Linked DNA regions of Hordeum vulgare: region 1 is linked to region 2. A link is a contact called in public Hi-C data. All regions are on one chromosome and are shown on one strand. The core of a region is the stretch at or near the end of the contact, and the rest is flanking DNA. Distances in the headings are between cores, read along the strand shown. Region 1 holds the start of LOC123447055 (growth-regulating factor 9-like). Region 2 holds the start of LOC123447052 (DUF21 domain-containing protein At2g14520).

Evidence for each region. Hi-C and Micro-C count contacts between places; a contact is called where the count stands out from the background.
Region 1: a Hi-C map of leaf shows a contact between it and region 2, with 6 times the contacts expected there. The contact joins the promoter of LOC123447055 here to the promoter of LOC123447052 in region 2. A contact is called at or near these places in 4 of 6 Hi-C or Micro-C datasets (leaf, seedling and an unstated tissue) and 1 of 1 datasets of contacts at active chromatin or transcription factors (embryo).

The regions. Positions count from the first base shown.
Region 1 is chr4H:7,678,897-7,682,264 of MorexV3_pseudomolecules_assembly, reverse strand. It overlaps LOC123447055 (growth-regulating factor 9-like), which reads right to left and starts at 1,326. Exons shown (of 4, transcript XM_045123618.1): 1 at 924-1,326; 2 at 312-500. The coding sequence starts at 1,095.
Region 2 is chr4H:7,462,255-7,465,297 of MorexV3_pseudomolecules_assembly, reverse strand. It overlaps LOC123447052 (DUF21 domain-containing protein At2g14520), which reads right to left and starts at 1,725. Exons shown (of 11, transcript XM_045123614.1): 1 at 1,506-1,725; 2 at 618-694; 3 at 458-541; 4 at 272-385; 5 at 96-182. The coding sequence starts at 1,683.

The sequences.
Region 1 (3,368 bases), core at 77-2,576, 220 kb before region 2:
ATTCATATCTGCAACTCCACTGGCATACATGTACATATGCTGACCTGTTACCTAAGACAGCTATATGAAGCATCCAATGACATGTATGTACTGATATTTTCGATCTACAAATTTCTGTCCATGGAGATAATGTGAAAACGAAATAAATATGTAGGGCTTTGCTGGCATGCCTTTATATATCACGTGCAGGACAGTACTTTTTCTCACATTCCTATCCAGACAGTTCTTTTACCACATCAGTGTATATATAGAAATATTACCTCGATCAAGGAATGAGATGCGAGGAGTAGATGTTTTGGCAGGATGCTTACTTCTGTCGGAGGAGGATCTGAAGCTCTTGCTGATGGAGATGAGCAGGCTGGAAGGTATGGGGGTCTTTGCATTGAGATACTTGTATATGAGGGCCTGGTGCTCCAGCTCCATCCACTGTGAAGGAGTGAAGGGCATCTTGCTCCTGGCCAGCAGCAGCCTCTGCTCATTTGACCTCCCAAAATCCATACCTAGATACAAAAAAAAAGAACCATCCAGTATGAGCAAATGCTCAAAGAAGCAGCAGCAGCCTTATCTTGAATGAAAATATCCATGCCTGGTTATTTATTTCCTACTTATTATTGCAGGCGCCGAGTCAAGACAAAAGTGTAAAAAAAAAGCAGTGGTAAAAAGAAGCGATGGAATGGAGCAGCCTTGGCTGAGCAGCAGTAGTAAAAAGGCCAGCGAATGGGTAGATTTATTTACATGTGAGCAAATCCCCATGGCCATAGCTACCTGCTTTTGACCCTTTTATTTTTTTATTTTTGAGCAGGGGAACAGTCGGACGCCAGAGCACTGCCCATCTATCATGGCTCGCAGAGATGGATGCAGAGAGCGGATCGAGCCAAGATGACAGATGCGAAAGACGCGGGACGAGGGAGTCCAAGAAAGACCTGTTGATGGCGGAGGAGCGGCGGCGGCCTTGGAGAAGCTGAGCATCTTCTGCTGGTCGAGGAAGGGGGAGGGGTAGGGGTAGGGGCCGGCGGTGGCCTGTGCGAAGCCGCCGGATCTCTGGGCGTCCTTGGGGGCCGGCGGCGTGAAGCCCAGCACCTGCCCGAGCTCCATGGCGGCGGCGGAGAGCTCACGAAGCGTCCGGGAAGGAGGGGGCGGCGGGCATTGCTGCCGGAGCTGGAGCTGGAGCTGGAGGCAGTGTGTGTGTGTGTGTGGTTGGAGTGGGGTGAGGCAGAGGCAGGGAGTGTGTGTGTGGGTGTTTGGGGGACTGGACTGGAGTAGGGGTGGTGGGCCTTAAATAGCAATGGCCTGTCTTTTCACTGGGCCCTTTTGCTTTGGATTTGCTTTTGCCCTCGTTTTGGGTTCCTCCTTTGTTTATTTATTTACTGTTGGTGTTTTTTTTGGTGAGTGAGTGAGGCTCGATGATGCTTTTGGTGGCCGGTGACAGTGAGTGATGAGTGGTGGTAATGGCCTCTTTGGTGGGGGCATGCGTGCGGCGGTAGTGTACGTGCGATGGTGATCCATGTTGATGGCCCCCGGCTCTTGTCTCTGTGGCTTGGCTTGGAAGTACAGTTTCTTCTTCGCAAGCATTTTGTGTCTGTGTGTGTGCACTTTCAAAAAAATAAATAAATTATGTGTGTGTGAAAAAATGATGGTATCCGGTTCCCGGTGACCCCCGCGTCGCCCTCCTCTTGCGACTCGGGGGGGGGGGGGATCCTCGATCCGCCGCCGTCCCACTTCCTCCCTCCCCTCGTCGTCACATGAGGGGTTCACCCCGCGAAGCCCGGAAGGAAGTGGGGATGGCGGCGGCGGGGCGTTTTCCTGGTCTGCGGCGGCTCCCGGAGGCATAACCTCGGACGTTGGTTGATGGCTGGATCTCTAGCTGGTTATAGCTGAGGCCGGTGGTGGATGTGCAGTGTTGGGGCTAGGGGCCGCGTCTCCTCTCGTATGGGCGTAACGAAGGTTGCGTGCGGGAGAGCTAGATCTGGCATGTTCCAAGCCGATGGCGGGTTCGGCACATGTGGCTCCAGAGGGGCCTCCTCGTTGGGCCAGCCGTGTCCCAGGCGGGGGCTTTGCGTGGCCTCGGACGGGGAGGCAACAACCGGTTGCAAGCGGGCGGGCCAGATCTCGTCACGTCCTGGCTGCATTGGGTGCCTGGGTCGCCTTAGGAGCGGCTGGAGGTGCGGGTGCAAGACGTGTTGGAGTGTAGCAACATGTGATGGTGTGTGGTCTATTGGTGGTGGTGCGACGTTGGGCGTAGATTCTCTGAAAGAAAGTATTGTTCAATGCAGGTGATGGCAACATTTGCGAATGTCGTTTTCCTTCTGGAAGGCATCGTCGACGAGATTTGTCACCCTTTTGTCATTTCGGATCCATTCTTCGGGTGAAAACCAAGATCCGCGTCGTCGGATTGGCAATGAGGCAGCCTTACTTCGTTGGAAGCATTGTTTTGGAGAGATTCTTGATCGACGCATCCCGGTTGGTAGTGGTGGCGTAGTCTGCGTTGCCATGTCCATTCGTGGCTTGCCGTTGTACGGTGGTGGTGGGAAGCAGAAGCTCGATGACATGCGGGAGCATTGGACAAGTCGACAAACCTGGTTGACGAAGGTGCTGTGTTGTTTTGTTCCAGCGAAGTCAAAGTCGACGGGTCGTGTGTGGAACAGGTGATGTACGATGCCAATATAGTGGGGCTACGGTGTGCTCTAGTCTTTCATGTTTAGTTTTCCCGACATCCTGGTCTGTCTTGCGATGTTGTAAACCTAGTATAGCGAGGTGTGGTTGCATTTTGTGTAGGTTTTCATCCAGTTTTCCTTCAACAAACCCAACCGTTTCCTTCAATAATGCTCTCTTGCTATTTAAAAAAAAATGATAGTGATACTACTACTTGTTTCAATATATATATATATATATATATATATATATATATATATATATATATATATATATACTTTTGAGAAAGTATCGTTCTATTTTCTGTTAGCTATATCAGAGCCCGGACGCTTCAAATCCGTCTCAAACATCCGGACGGACAGCCCGGTTACTGTCTATTCACAAAAATGCGTATGTAATGGACCTCGAATGCATGGCTGTCGAGGTGATGGCCCGTGGCCCTGACCTCCGGCTTGCAAGTACAGTGTCGATGTTACACTCCACTGGTTTCTTGGCAACATTTGCGTGTGTGGAAAAATGGTGGTGGTGATGGTACTTGTTCCGATATTATTTGTAAAAAGTTGAGCTGGGTGTACCGCTAGTAGCATCCACGAGAGACAGCTAGCCTTTTTTATGGCAATTTAGTTGGGGAACTGTGGCTGTTAGCCGGACGAAGCAAGCTATAGCTAGCTAGCAAATCCATAACTGCATGGCGGTACCGGCACGTACAGTACGAG
Region 2 (3,043 bases), core at 476-2,975:
TCTACTTACATAGAGAAATAAATACATTACTGCTGTCTAAGATCCACACAGACATGGTATTTCAATTTTAAAGATTAGATAATCAGTTACGTTACCTCATTTCCATGCAGTGTCACAAGTGTTTTTAGCTCAGCTCTACGGAAAAGTGCCGCTTTACCGTGACCAAGCACATGGTCCAGCAGCTGAAACAGAAAGGGCAAAAGTTCAAATCATGGATGTTCGAGAACCCGTCCTGTGTATAACCGCATCGAGTCTAGGAGTATAGAAGTACCTTGGCGATCGGATATGCAACAGGGAAACATATCCAAACAAGAACTCGGACTAACGGAGCAACTGAGGCACCGATAGCCAGCCCATACCGTGAGCAGATTGACTGTGGTAAGATCTGTTTACACCAAACCATTAGTATATCACACCATGCAGCTGAGCATGACAAGTAAAAGTTTTAACAACTCACCTCGCCGAACAGCAGGATCAATGTCACAGAGATCAAAACAGCACCCCAGGCAGTCACCAAGCTATCAAGGAAGATTGGCAATGCCTGGTATGCATCAAGAAGCATGTTACCAGCTACTTGAGTTACATAGAGGGGGTGGCTTGAAAATCAAGAAGAGTACCTCCATGGCTGCAGCATTGCAGATCAGAAGAGTGCATAGCAGAAGGTGCTGGTTTTTCACGACAGGCAATATCTTAGCTGCAAAAGGAACATTACTATTAGCACCTAAGAGATGGCATTAGATGTTACTAATTTGCAACTGAAACATGCGCCTCATAAAACAAGGTTGTAGCGGGCGTGCTTTGCATTTGAATCAACTAAAGAAATGGCCTAGAATTCATCATCAGCCTCCAATTGCACCAGGGTTCAGTAATCACCCGCGTAACCGACAAAAAACACACACAAGATTATAAGAAGGAGACCAGGGTATTATTTGTCTAACTTGTACTGACAGACGCCATCTCACATAATTTCCCATCTTCCCACCTTGTACCGTGCCAGTGCTACGACGGTACGACCTCTCACTTTCCGAAAGAACAAGCCAGCGCACCGAGTGTGGCGCGTCACTGTCTCTATCGACTTGAACAGGACGCAGGCAAAGTAACGAGGTCACCAAGCCTCCCGATGAACAGCACGAATTCATCGAAGAAGACAAGAAAGAAAGAAAGAAAGAAAAGGAAAGGGAAGCACTCCTACAAGTTCATCCCCGACTCCCCCCTGAGCGATCGATCCCTTAGTAGCAGTTCCGAACAATCCTCTAGTACGTAGGGTCCGAACACGGATCCCCGTGGACGGGAAATCGGAGCGAATCGCCGGCTCCTCGCAGCAGCAGCGCGGCCCCGACATTCGCCGTCCGGTTTTGAATTTTTGATTCCTCGGCGGGGCGAACGCCCGGAGGCTGTTCGGCGAAATGGCGAGCCGGCCCGGGCAGCGGAACTGAAATAGCGGTAGTACCAAATCGGGCAGGGGCGGTGGGGGGCAGAGCGGGCGAAGGAATGGGGGGCGGCACCTGCGTGCTTGCGGTCCTTGTCGGTGCCGGACTTGGCGAGGACCTCGAGGTCGACGAGGCTGAGGGACATGAGGCCGAGGGTGAGCCCGGACATGAGCCCCGCGAAGAGCACCAGCACCGCGATGATGGCGATGTGCTCGAAGAAGGCCGCCCCGCAGCACCGGTACTCCACCGCCATCCTCCTCGCCGCCGCCGACGAGCTCCCTCCCTCCCTCCCTTCCTTCCCCCGCCACGCCGCGTCCTCGAAGTTACTGAGCTCTGTTTTTTCTCTCCCTTTTTTTTCCGGGGAGCCGTTCCGCTGTTTGGACTCGGACTCGGCGTGTGATGTGTGAAGAAGAAGAGCAGTGAGGCGACGCGACGGTTGGGCGGGCCCAGCGGCAGCGAGCGGGACGGGAGTGTGCCTGCGGAAATTGCTGGAAGCACCGCTCCGTGGACCAGTTTGTTTATTACGGGCTGTCGACGTGCGCCGCCGCTGCTTCCGTGGGACGCGTCCATGGACGACTTGCCCAACTCATTCCATGCTTCCAACCATGATAGCTTTTTTTTCCTTTGAAAAAAGACATTGTATATATTCATTATTTCATCTATTTCTAAGTATAAATATATGTGTTTTTAGAGATTTAACTAAAAGACTACATATGAACATATGAATATATCTATATTCATCCGTATGTAGTTTTCTAATAAAACTTTAAAAACACTTATATTTATGAACCGAAGGAGTATCTGCCAAAAAGTATGAAATGCGACAAATAAATACAGTAACTAAATCTTCCAAGTTTAAGATTATTTCTCTCCACCAGGGCATTATCATCGCTTGTGCCGCAAGCAGAAAAGGACGAATCCACCTTCCAAGTTTGAACCATGGTCGAAGGTCGTAGACTTATGCAAACCTATCTATTAGTAGTATCTAGAACTGTTCTGCTTCATAAAATTTAGTTCCGCTTCATTAAATTCATTTTAGGACAGTTTTATATAGAAGTTGTAACTTAGTGTTTGTCTTTTATCTAGCTCCGGCTTTAAGAATGAAAAAATTAGTAAAAATGATATATTTAATTGGATAAGTTGAAAAAACGAAGGGTGTCCATTTACTGTTGACGGTGGTGGATGATTTTCTTCCAACTTCAGCTTTTACATTTTTTAAAGCATCTTCTAAAGAACTTAAAAAAAACACGAAGTTATATCTTAGATTTTATTTTTTATGAACGACATGTCGTGAAACTATTTCATTTGGTTTGTGTTTTCTAACGCGAAGCTGAATTTAAAAAATCAAAGTAGTTCCAAACATTAAGGCAGGTAGGCATGCTTAGGCTAGCAGATTTGGTCTACTTCCTATATTTCCAAACTTGTTACAAGAGTCACAAATTTGATCTACTCCACTTTTATATTGTCAAACTTGCTACCCGAGCCACCGAAAGCAAAAGCAAAGACATCGGCAACCACGAGAACGACGGAAGTACGCATAGTAGTAGTAGTATAATGTGGAAAGGATGATAAAAGAAGAATGTGTGATGTGCTGCACATGTGACAAAAACGTA